3 separate regions of the Sus scrofa genome follow, and all the other regions are linked to region 1. Evidence: chromatin contacts called from public Hi-C and HiChIP or PLAC-seq data. All regions are on one chromosome and are shown on one strand. The core of a region is the stretch at or near the end of the contact, and the rest is flanking DNA. Distances in the headings are between cores, read along the strand shown.

Evidence for each region. A called contact is a pair of places that touch in the nucleus more often than the background predicts. HiChIP or PLAC-seq counts read pairs in DNA pulled down with a chosen protein or histone mark.
Region 2: an H3K27ac HiChIP or PLAC-seq map of alveolar macrophages shows a contact between it and region 1. The contact joins two enhancer-like sites. A contact is called at or near these places in 1 of 47 Hi-C or Micro-C datasets (embryonic fibroblasts) and 1 of 2 datasets of contacts at active chromatin or transcription factors (alveolar macrophages).
Region 3: a contact with region 1 is called in a Hi-C map of liver, with 7 times the contacts expected there. The contact joins two enhancer-like sites. A contact is called at or near these places in 4 of 47 Hi-C or Micro-C datasets (embryonic fibroblasts, liver, skeletal muscle and 1 more) and 1 of 2 datasets of contacts at active chromatin or transcription factors (alveolar macrophages).

What each region holds. Positions count from the first base shown.
Region 1 is chrX:40,404,638-40,409,122 of Sscrofa11.1, reverse strand. No RefSeq gene overlaps it. Among named protein-coding and RNA genes, the nearest start is that of MIR221, 160 kb to the left of the region's middle. Within about 2 kb of position 3,187, at least 15 of the 83 cell types and tissues checked have an H3K27ac peak or open chromatin away from gene starts, as enhancers often do. A contact at or near this core is called in alveolar macrophages and liver, where this site is marked.
Region 2 is chrX:40,965,828-40,969,847 of Sscrofa11.1, reverse strand. The region is part of intron 1 of LOC110257771 (a long non-coding RNA gene); the gene reads right to left. Among named protein-coding and RNA genes, the nearest start is that of ZNF674, 120 kb to the left of the region's middle. Within about 2 kb of position 1,302, at least 1 of the 83 cell types and tissues checked has an H3K27ac peak or open chromatin away from gene starts, as enhancers often do. A contact at or near this core is called in alveolar macrophages, where this site is marked.
Region 3 is chrX:41,037,121-41,041,224 of Sscrofa11.1, reverse strand. No RefSeq gene overlaps it. Among named protein-coding and RNA genes, the nearest start is that of ZNF674, 51 kb to the left of the region's middle. Within about 2 kb of position 1,829, at least 4 of the 83 cell types and tissues checked have an H3K27ac peak or open chromatin away from gene starts, as enhancers often do. A contact at or near this core is called in liver, where this site is marked.

The DNA.
Region 1 (4,485 bases), core at 1,938-4,437:
TTATCCATTCTAAATGTAATGGTTTGCATCTACTAACCCCAAACTCCCTGGTCCATCCCACCCACAAATATTTTTATTAGCACCAGGCACATGTTGGATCATTCTAGGTACTTGCTACATATAAAAAAAATAAAATAGGAGCTCCTGTTGTGGCTTAGCGGAAACGAATCCGACTAGGAACCATGAGGTGGCGGGTTCGATCCCTGGCCTTGCTCAGTGGGTTAAGGATCCGGCATTGCCCCGAGCTGTGGTGTCGACTGCAGACGTGGCTCAGATCTGGTGTTGTGGCTGTAGTGTAGGCTGGCGGGAACTTCCATATGCCGCAGGTGCAGCCCTAAAAAGCAATAAATAAATAAATAAATAAACAGATAAACAAATAATAAAAGATCCTTGCCCTTACCTAAACGCTTCCTTTTATGTGTTACACAAGAGCTCCATCAAAGCTTTGTATACAGAGCTCCAGTCTACAAGCCTAATTACCTAATTTTTAAATTCTAAAACCGTCTCCTGTTTGCTACAGTTCAGAACCATGACGTTTTTATAGTTGAAAAGGAGCTAAGATTGCCTCAAGTACTACTGCTCATTTTATGATAATTGATATAATGCTTTGCCTTTGTGGAGGCTTTTAGCAGTTACGCCGTGCCTTCCTGAGATCCAGAGAAGTACAGGGCATTTGCCAAGGTTTAAACCGCCTGAACAAAGACCTCCCAGTTGGCGCGTTGGTGCTGTTTCTGCTACATCAAAATCTGCCCGCTTCAACTGCAGTGCTTGTGGTTGACTGGAAAGCGTTTCACCTAAAAATCCTGCTGGGTCTCCATCCTGAGTCTGTCTCTTCCGCTTGACTCTATTGCTCTCTGTCCGCCTTCTTCCTCCTCCCTCATTGGCTCTCACCCAAAGCTGCACATAACGAAGCTAGGCCTCTCTCTCTGGCCCTGATGTCTTCATCTGCTGCCATTCCTTAGCCGTTGGGCGCCCAGGCTCTCCTGACCTAGAGCCTTTAATCTCCTTTGATAGCGTCCTACTCGAAATACCTTGTCAGGACCTTTTGGGGGGGTCCATCTTCCAGTTACTCTACACGTTTCAGGGGTCTACGTGCTCAATAACGAACAAAGAATGGGGCCCCGGGGCTGACCATTCTACCGTTGTATTCAGTGTCTTCCAGGTTCTGTCTGACTTCCGAGCTCTGTGGAGAATGTCCCATCTGATGCCGCCCCCAAGGGCATTCTGGGTCTGTCTTCATTTGAATGCTCCTGATTTCACTTGGTGTCTAAGTTCCCTTAGACAATATTGGAGGGTCAGGCTTTCTTCAGAGTGTCTGCAGCTACCTACTCAGTTACCTGACCAATTTCTCTCTCTCTCTCTCTTTTTCTCTCTCTCTTTCTCTCCCCCTCTCTTCCTCTCTCTCCCTCTTTCTCTCTCCATCCTTCTCTCTCCGCCTCCCCCTCTCTGCCCCCTTCCCCATGTCTTCAACTCCTCTGCATATGAAGAATGTTTGGCCTATCTACTGCTGTGTAACAAACAAACTTAAAAATTTTTGAGTTCCCATTGTGGCTCAGTGGTAAGGAACCCGCGTGGTATCCATGAGGACACAGTTTTGATCCTGGCCTCGCTTAGTGGGTTAAGGATCCAGCGTTGCCTTGAGCTGTGGTGTAGGGCACAGATGCAGCTCCTATTTGACCCCTAGCCTGGGAACTTCCATATGCTATGGGTGCAGCCCTAAAAAGACAAAACATATGTATATAATTATCTCTCATGGTCCCACAGGTTGACCAAGCTCAGGGAGGTGATGTTGGGTTCTCTCAGGGGGTGGTAGTCAGACAGATGGAGCCATCTGAAGGCTCTCCTCAGCTGAATGTCCACGATGGCTTCTTTGGTCACGCATCTGGCCAGTCAGCAGGGATGCCTGAAGCAGCCTGGGGCTGACCAGGCATTTCTCTCTCCATCCAGCCTCTTCAGGTGACAGCTAGAGCTTCCTGAAAGCATAGCAGACTCAAGTAGTCACACTTCTTACATGGCAGCTGTCTTCTCCCAGAGTGAATGTTCCAAGAGACTCAAGGAGAAGCTGCAAGGCTTCTTTTGACTTCAGAAGGGACCACACAACGATGTGAATGCCGGGAGGTGCAGTTCATTTGCGGGAGGGCGGGGAGGTATCTTTGGAAACTCACGACTGCAGGAAGGAAAGTGGGACCTGCAGCTAAAGTCAATGTAGGTGTTAGTCCACTGGCTGGCAGGACTCTATTTTCAGCAAATGTGATTGCTTAAAATACAGCCTCTTTTTTTTTTTTTTTTGGTTAAGCAGAGCAGATCCGAGCCCCTCTTAATGACACAAGACAAAAAGAAAAACGTTGAACTTAGAAGACTCGTATCTCTCTAGACACTATTTAATCACCCATTTATTGGAGCCTGCGGTAATAGCTCAGGCTTTGTTCTGTCGGGGGGCTGGAGGCAGACTTGCCACCACTCTAGGGCGGACAAGCCAAAAAACAGGTGAGTCCCTCTTGCATGAGTCACTGCAGTAGGAGCAGATGACTACCCAGCTCTGGGCTGGCAGGACTACCTGCTCCCTTTCACACACAACGTGCTCCCCCGCAGCCTGCAGCATACCTTGTACGCTTTCAGAAATGCATCAAACACGTGCAGGGAGACATCCGAAGGCTTTTCTTTCCAATGAGAGAGACATTTTGTGAAGTCTTTGGCAGCAGGCTGGCTGGCAAAGTCAGCTGGCTGGCACACTTCTCCCGCATCGAGTTATGGCACTGCCACCTCGACTCTGGAGAGTTTCGAAATTTCAATTTGCACACCCTGTAAGATGTGAGTCATGCGGATCGCAAAGGAGGAGGAGGAGGAGGAGGCGGCCATCTGCTAGTCATGAGCAGATGACAAATACCCTGTGCTGCGAATTTCCATCCTCATTTCACAATATTTAAGTAAACACATTTTGTAACCATTTTTTTTTCAGAGTTCCTTAGTGCTTTAAATGGACTTTTTTTTTATTTTTTTATTTTTATTTTTTTGGTATACAGAAGCCACCTTTTCTCCTCTAAACAATTATATTACCAAAATGACACTGAAGGAAACCACGGCAAAGTGCTGTCTGTTGAATGACCGGAACAAAAAGAATCCACGTCTGAATCGAATGGTTAAGCCTCGTGTCAATTCAGACCCACTGGGCTATAGGTTTACAGGGCTGCGCGCTCCGTCATGCACAGCTCCATGGCGACCTCTGCTGTCTGCAGGCAGGAATCCCAGCAAAGACAAAGGGTTTCCAGATAACATCTATTTATTTCACATTTCAGTATACTGTATTATGGGAAGGAAAGAAATGGAAGAAGGAAAAGATAGATGCTCTCCCCTTAAATGATAAGAGACGGATTACATCCATAAAAGAACTGGGAACCAAAGCAAGATCTAATTTTGGGTTGGCTTCAAGCTGTGCAACATGGTTCAGAGGGAAGCTTATTCATTTCTTCCCCACCTTTATCTGAAGAAGCCTACAAGAACAGGAAAAACATAGTAAAATAGAAATTTCAGATTACAGAGACAAGGGAATGCAAATATGCTCAAAACAAAGGTCAGGGTCTGAAGGAGTTTCCTATTTGGCTCTGAGCATCCTAAAAGCCAGAAGGGGAAAAAAAAAAAAAAAAAAAGCAGGATGGATTGCCTAGACCTTACTATGATGATGAAGAAAGACTGACATTTCTCAAGTGGAATCATTTTTCTTGGTGTTAATTCTGAAGGAAATTCCCAGGGGGGTTCAGTGACCTACCCCAGGTGGTATAAGGGTTGAGGATGCTCCTTAGAATTTGTCTGGCTGCTGCAGGACCAGACTTGGTAGGGCTGTTTCTTTTCACTTTTGTGAGAAAGAAAGGGTGTGCCATCGAGAAAATGAAATACAGCCTGCTGACAAGCAGAGAAAGTGAGAAACGGTCCTGCTGGCAGCCAGGTCTCAATTAGTATAACAGTGCTGCGACAAGGTCACTCCAAGATCATATTGGGAACACGATAAAAATAAAGCCACTCAGTAATCACACACGCGCGCACACACACACACACACACGAATGATGAAACATCCTCCTCCTCTGATTAAAACAAGTGACTGCCATTCCTTTACCAGTGACAATCCCAGCCTTGTTTGTCCTATGTGAAATCTGTGGAGATGCCAAAACATTGAATGGCCCCTGCTCTTGAGAATGAGCGCTGCTTCCCCAATTTCTCTTGGAGTAAACTCAAGTCCAGCCAGAGGGTCCCTGACTGCTCCCCCTTTCCAAGGCATTCTGGGCGTCCCTGGTACACGTTCTCATTTGCTGCAAGGAGCTCAATGATGGCTAGTGTGTTCCTGGAGGTCGTTGGTCAGTGGGCTTTCAAAGCAGTGACGGACTACACGGGGAAGGTGGTTCTAAGAGGATCTAAACTAATATAACCAAGTCCGTATTTCTGTTCTCTGTCGTGTACGAGGACAGAGGACAAAATCCCTACTGGAGAAG
Region 2 (4,020 bases), core at 53-2,552, 560 kb before region 1:
AGAAAGAAAAAAGAAAAGGTGGCATTGAAATAGGATTTTTTTCCCCAAGCATGTCACATTTCCCTACCTCACCCTTTCACCTCTCTTATTGACATGCCTTTTAATTCAATAAAGAACAATTGCAAGGTATTGATATTATTAGTTATGCCCCAACAACCTTAGTGAACTCTGGGCCCTTCTTACTGAGTTAGTTTTGATAGTGTCAGGTGGTGATGCCCCTAGTGCCTTAGAACTGGTCCACAGGCCTATGAGAGCCACTTTTTTTTTTTTTTTGCTTTTTAAGGCCACACCTTCGGCATATGGAAGTTCCTGGGCCAGAGAATGGAATCTGAGCTGCAGCTGCCGGCCTACGCCATAGCCACAGCAACTCCAGACCCGAGCCGTGTCTTTGACCTATACCACAGCTCGTGGCAATGCCAGATCTTTAACCCACTGAGCAAGGCCAGGGATTGAACCTGCATCCTCATGGATACTAGTTGGATTCCTAACCCAATGAGCCACAGTGGGAACTCTGAGAGCCACTTTTGGTTTCATACCTGCAGCACAGAGAAGAGAATCCAAAAGGGCTGCAAAAACCTTGTTGTGAATCTTCTTAAAGATGCTGTAATTCCCCAGTATACTGCTTTGATGCCATTTATAAAACACTGATTGTCCTCTGGGATCCCAAAAGGGGCTCTAGCGGCTCTTTACACTTACATGCACCTTATCAAAGGCAATAATTCCGAATATCTGCTGGTATCTAACATCGATAAAAGATCAGAGATGGAAGGAGCTTTAGAGATTGGTGCCCTGGCCCAGAAATGGGCTGTCATGACTTGAGAAGAGTCAAGAGCTAGGAGTAATGGCTTATAGGAATATGTGAGCAGGTTCTAAGAGCCAGAGCCTGAAGACAGAGTGTGAAGTTCCAGGGATGGGAGTAGGGGAGCATGGGAATGAGTCAGTCAGAGCAAGTTATCATGCTGATGAGAAATCAGAATTGAAAGATATTTTGACGGCTTGGAAAAATGAGCTGAAACAAAAAAGGGGCAATTTACAGAAGTATATAAAAAATATTCCACATAGATTCCAAAATCAAGCATATGGGCTATAATGCAGTCACTTGAGACCAGGCAGGTTCACCCCTAGATTTCCAGCAACCTAAAGAAGAGCCGAGGCACCGTGGGTAGATCAGACATCCCTTTATTGGTTTCACAAGCAGCAGTGGTGAAAGTCCTGTCTGCCTTTTATACTAGCATACACAAAGCTGGCTATTTGCATAAGGGGTAGCTGTCATCATATTCTACTGCGCATGCACATGCATAGTCATTCTTATATAACATTTGCTTAGTCATTCCTCACTGGAACAATGTGGTGGCTAGGAGGAAATAGCCTGAGTTACTCCATTTTCCCCACATAGGCATATAAGGGAAACCAGGTTTAATGGAAATTCAATAAAACACTCAGGTTTTCAGCTGCCAAGAAGGTCAGAATGAGTCAATCGTATAACATCATTTTTTATAATATGAGTACAGTCTTAGGATGCATGAATTTATCCCAGAACAAAGGAGGTAATGATCCCATCCTCCTCTGAGTTATTTGTAAACAGTATTCTGTTCTCAGTGCCGTGTTTTAAATTGTGCGGATAAATGATACTGTATTTAGAGAAGGAATGTAACATGGTGAAAGGTTTAGAAGCCACTTCACCTGTGGAAGGGTAAGTTCAACTGGGCTAGTGGCGAGCTAACAGAAGAGAGTAGGGGAAAAATATCAGGTGTTCTCGATAATTTGAGGGATTGTTATACGCAAGAAAAACGAGACCTATTTTTAATGGGTCTTACGGATAGAATCTTGATAACTGGATGGAAGCTATGGTGGGCAAATTAGGGCTCAGTGACCGAGAACTCTAGAGTGAAAGTGGCTCATACACGAAGAGAGATTTAGAATGAAAGGCATATACTACTCCCTGGGGAGGTGCTCAAAAAAAGAGGCTTCCTACCAGGAATGCTGAAAAGTGGGTTCCTACACGGAGTGGGGTGGTGGGGGTGGGGGGTGGGGGCAAGGATTCAGAGCTTGGGTATGTCTAAAGGAACTGGTGGACTAGTAGTTCCTCAGATATCTACTGGTACGTGTTGATTTTGCCTGGGGGATGCGGGCCTCTGAGGAGATGTTTGCCCTTTGTGTCTACAAGGAAAGATGGGGACACAAGGAGGCATCCTGGAATAGGTTCCCCCGAGGAGTAGACTCTAAGACAAGGATTTGCGTGCAAGTAGTTTTGGGGGGAGCTAATCCTAAGAGACACTAATAAAGGAGTGGGGAAGTGAGACAGCTAAGAAGAGAGCCACTAAATGATGCCTTATCAAGCCAGGTACTGCTGTGGTTAACTGGGGCTTCCTTGTACCGGGCAACTCTAGAAGTTGATACAGGACATGGACATTGGAGTTATCCACACTTATTCCTGTCAGTCGCTGGCTGAGGACTGCACCTGAGAAGCCTGCTGATAAGCAGGGCAGGCGGGCTACAGAAGAAGGACTCAGGCAAAGCGATGTAAGTGTTGGCCATTGGTAAGGCCTGAGAGATACGGATGGGACACAGATGGCATGTGACACAGGAGGTAAACATGGTATGCGCCCCCGCTTGTTGCCAGCAAGGAGGTCTGAGGCCCATGAGCAGAGGGGCTTCTGGCAGAAACTAAAGATTTTCTCATGAAGCTTCATGTTAATACTCAGGAAACAAAATAGTGCTTCTTAGGGGCCAGGTGACAAATGCGGCACAGAGCTGGGAGGAGGGGCGTCTCCCCCACTAAGACCTAGAACGCAGTGTGGTGCATCAGAGTAAGGACTCGAAACAAACCAGTTTTGTTCAAATACCTCATGGTGCACAGCTTTGAGATGAAGCACAAACCGCCTCCCTGGCATGAAAGATGATGCTCTTCTGGAGAGCGCTGCAGGTGGGGGAAATAGTGATGGAAAGGGTAAACGGAGGCCTCTTTTTGGCTTCACAAGACTTGGGGACCCCAAAATCAATGCCAAGGTGGGGAACGATTTTGTGAACACATGTAAAATTTTCCCCAAGAATTCTCAGCAAAAAGTGGGGAGACTTTGGGGAGAAAGATGTCCTGATGCAGCTGAGGGGCCTGAACCAGTGGGAGTTGAGTTTCTACCATTTCTACAGAAAGAATTGTACAGCCTGTGGACATTTACGTTATACGTGACTCCCTTCCTACACCTCTTCCAAAAGAGGCTGCTGATACTTATGGACCATATATTATGGTATGGTGCATGTATTCCAAGGATGTTATTTATTCATTGTGATAAACCCAATGCATATGTGAGAAAAACGAGGTTCAGAGAAGGTAAATAGTTTGCCTTAAACATATCTGCATGTGTGGTTGTGCACATATATATAGTTTGAACCCAGAAATGGATTTCAAGTTAATAATAATCTTGAGATGCTGGAACCATAACCATTTATTGAGTTATATGAGATGCTTAAGTTATGCAAGAGATTTTTTTTTTTTTAGGAACAACCCCAGCAAGTATTTAAAACAGGAGGATAAAGAACTGAGGAGGAAGGGAGTAAATGGCACTATTAATCATGGAAAAAAAAAAAGAGAGAAATGGAAGAATGGCACACCTCTTCCTTTTCTTCTAAGATGAATGATAGGTATTTGCTTTATATTGACTTTGTTTCATACAGGTGGGTATAATCTGGGTCCATATATTGAAGGATCACTTTTCTGCCCAGGATATAGTGAATTTTTTCAAGGCTAAAAATTCCCTTTCTAAAATGGTTACCCAAACCATTCCAAAAACAGAGACCAAGTGCTCATAGCAGGGCCTCATTCTTGCACTAACAGCTCTGGCACGGTCTCTCTTGATTGCTGTTATACCTATGAGAAGAGTTGACTTTATTTTGGGTGTTGAGTCCATATGTTAGTCCATGATGCCCTTGAGAAGAAGCGGGAAGGAAAAGAGAAATGGGGTTTAGAGTGTGGGAGTAAAGAAACTTATGCTCTCAAGTGTCTGGAGTGAGCAAAATCTA
Region 3 (4,104 bases), core at 580-3,079, 630 kb before region 1:
ACCAGTCCTCACGCATTTCTAGGGACAGAGAGATCAACAACCTTATAGTTTTATATTTAGGAAATTGTTATATGTCTTAGTTTAGTAACAGCTTAGTATAACTCCAAGTGTTTTATGTTTAAACTGTTTGAAACTAGAACCTGATGGCAGAGAAACTTTCTCTGAGGGTTTCTAATGAAAGGGTAGACGCCTATGCCATGGGAATAGTGTGTGTGTCAGGCTTTGTGGATGTGAGCCAAATCAGGGTTTGGAGATTTATCTAAAGTGGTCTGCCAAATCCTCTTCCCTTCATGTTCTCTAGAGAGAGGGACAGGGCTGGAGAAGGCTTTGCTTGGGTATCCCTTATTGGAATTCAGATATTCTGGAAACCTGTCACACTTCAAATCTTTTTTTTTTTTAGGGTTGCACCTTCGGCGTATGGAGGTTCCCAGGCTGGGGGTCCAATCAGAGCTACAGCTGCTGGCCTACACCACAGCTACAGCAAAGGGGGATCCAAGCCTCGTCTGCGACCTACAGCACAGCTCCCAGCATTGAGGAATCCTTAACCCACTGAGCGAGGCCACGGATCGAACCTGCAACCTCATGGTTCCTAATGGGATTCATTTCCATTGCACCATGACGGGAACTCCCACACGTTCGATTCTGATCAGTTAACAGAGATGAATGAGATTGACACCCAGAGTGGGTGGGCTGGGAACTCAGGAACAAAAAGAGGAGGATGTCAGAAGTGGTGGGCTGGTGTTGCCAACTAAAGAATGTCACTGGCCATCTGGCCCTACAAAGATTGAGTCATTTGCTACTCAAGTTGCTGACCTTTAACATGCCCTTGGAGAGTTCAAAGTGGAGATTAGGAACGAGGCACGCTGGGCTCTGGGAACACTGGCAGAACAGGCCTTCAGAGGATTAGATATTTTCAGGAGAAATGCCTTTATGAACCCCAATTCTTGCATCTTGCCATACTTAGAAAGGCACCAAAACCATTAACTATGGTATTCGTTCCTCGTGACTGGCAGCAACCTTCTACCGAGAGGAGTGCTTGGTCGCACAGATCCCCTCCGCCAAAATCACATATATATGAACCTCCCCCCTTACCTCATCGGGACAGTTTCTCGGAGCTCTATGAGGGGCTGGGTCCCAGGCTGTGGTCCTCAGTAAGACACTGAATACGCTGGACTCACAGCTTTTACGTTATGTTCTTCTTTTCCTGTCGACGGGGTCAAAGGGCAGACGGACCAAAGTCTGGCTTGGAGCCCTCTCCTTCCCCCCAGATGCTGCGGGCCCTCCAGGAGGGTGGGGGAGGGTGCGAGGCGGACTCGGGTTATTTAGACGAGCTACTGGCTCCACTGTGGGGTCATCTTGAAGAAACTTTTTTGTTTCATATTGTATAGAATAAATACCTACCTCATATCATGTCCTTTGGACATTTCTCTCATGGGTCCAACAACTATGTCGTGTGTTTTTCCCTCCCGGGAGGTTGTACTGGAGGACTCATCCTATTCAAGCCTCCTTTCCTCTCTGCTCTCAAAACTCCACCGAGTCAGCCTCCATGAAGGAGGACCTTCTAGGATGGAGGATTTGCGATGCAGGTGCTGCTGCTGGCAAACCAGGGAGGGAGTAGACAAGGAATCGGGTCTAGGGAGTCAAACGGTGCTGGATCCAAAGGTTAGCTCTGTGCTTTCAGGGTCTGTAACAGCAGGCACCCCTGTATCAGCCAGGATTAGGACCACGAAATAGAAATGACTCTCAGCATTTCAATCAATACGGGTGATAACACAGAGACTTAGTACTTGCATGACTGTTGCCAAGGGCTGGAGGGGCCAAAGTCCGGAAAAGCCACTGTTAGCTCTCAGATCCACTGCTTGCTTTCAGAGACTCAGGAAGTTGCTTCAGCTGTTCAGGAAAGGAATTGCAGGAGACGGCCACCAGTGGTCACAGCTGCCACCAGTGCCAGGGAGGGTGATTAGCAGAGAAACACCTGGAGGGCCAATGAAAAAAATTCATCTCTGTTGACACATCTAGGTCTACCTGCTGGTGCCTTTTCTTCACCTTCCCCTTTTTGCGCATATCCATTTCATTAGGGGAACCTGAAATGAATCCAGAATCCTGTTGGCAAGGAAATCTGGGAAATGTGGTTCCCAGATTTCTAACCCCTGAAAAAACCAGGCAAGGCATAGAAGGAGGTACAAAGAGTACTGAGTGCCAACTCAGTTGATGTCCAGCACAAAAGGCATCATGTCCGTGAGGCCGTGTCGTCATCAGCAGAACAGAGATCATAACATTCACGACCACAAGGTGCCTCGTTAGCACAGTAGGTAGCACGTCGGTCTCATATATTCATATCTAGAGCTATCTCACACACACACACACACACACAAATGTATGCAAAGGACCTGTGATGCAAAGCTCAAAAACCATTTGCCCCTTTTCTTCCACTGGAAAAATCATCACATGATCACAGAAAACCAAAACACTTTTTGAATGAAAAATTTAACATGAACTTTTTTTGCAAGTTGTTTTTTAAAATATAAGACTAATGAAGGCATTCAGAATATGCTACTCTGGCACAAAGGTTATTTTGAGCTGAAGGCAACTGAGAAGAAGCAGACACAAGAAAAACTCTGCCTTCTCCTCTACCAGGAAGAGCCGGAAGATTATTAATCTCTGGAGACAACTCCAGACTCTGATCAACCCAGAGAGATGAATCTACAATACAAACTTTACTAACTAGTCCTTATTTTCTATTAGCTTCCCCGTGTATTTGCCTTCCCACGATTTGCTGCCCCCCTAAAACTCAAAGTCCTTCTCCTTTGTCTTGTCACTTCTCTAAAATGCATTGCCCTTGGAGTTCCCTGGTGGCCTAGCAGTTAAGGATCTGGCATTGTCACTGCTGTGGCTTGGGTTACTACTGTGGTGTGGGTTTGACCCCTAGCCCGGGGAACTTTTACACGCTGTTAGGCATGGCCAAAAAAAAAAAAAAAAAAAAGCATCATTCTTCTGTTAGCCTAAGTCCCAACCACTTCTTCGAGTTACTCATCACCGAGTATCCCTGTGTACATGCATAATGCACATGTTAAGAAACTGTTTATTACCTCTTATTAATCCATCCTGTATCAGTCTAATCTGCAGGACCCCTACTGAAGGATCTAGGAGGGTAGAGGAAAAAAGTTCTCTCTTTCCTGTCCTACAATAATAAATGCTGATTATAAAAATTTTGAAAATACCGTCAAAGATAAAATGCACTGGACAATTAAGGAGATGATTTTATCCAAGCTACTGCAGTAGGGAAAATGTTCATTAATTAGGAACATTTCAGAGAAGAAAGAGAATGCCCGACGTTTCATACAGGGAAGTAACAGGGGAGCCGTGGGGCAGGCAGGACAGGGCGTCTTATGGGAGCCAGGAGGAGCCATGAGGAATGGAGCCATCTCTGAATACCAAGGGCAGCTGGTCCTTTGCAGTTATGCTTCCCTGGAAAGGCATGGGGAATTTCTTTTTCTTTTTTGCTTTTTAGGGCTGAACCCGAGGCACGTGGAGGTTCCCAGGCTAAGGGTCGAATCAGAGCTATAGCTGCAGCCTACGCCACAGCCACAGCAACGAGGCATCCGAGCCGCATCTGCGACCTACATACACCACAGCTCTCGGCAACGCTGGATCCCCAACCCAATGAGCCGAGAGCAGGGATGGAGCCTGCAACCTCATGGTTATTAGTCGGATTCATTTCTGCTGCGCCACAACGGGAATCCAGCACGGGAAATTTCTAAACTTTCACTGCTTTCTAGGAGCACAGGGTTCAGATGAAATTCAGTGTGGTCGGTCTCCACTTTTGTTCAAGACAAGTATCACGAGTCACTTCATAACTCAGAGGTGATCATAAACCTCCTGAGTGGAGGAAGCAGGGTCTAAGAAATAGTCTTTCCAGGACTCTTGTCGGCATTTTTTCCTGTAAAACCAGTGAGACCATCTGCTGAGATTTGCTGGCAAAGGTATGTTGCTTTGGGGTCCTAGAGACCAGGCATTTCAAAAGAGGGTTGCCTGAAGTGAAAAAGAGAAACACTGATGTAAAAATAAAAAGTTATGTTGAAGACTCAGGAGTTGAACTCTGAT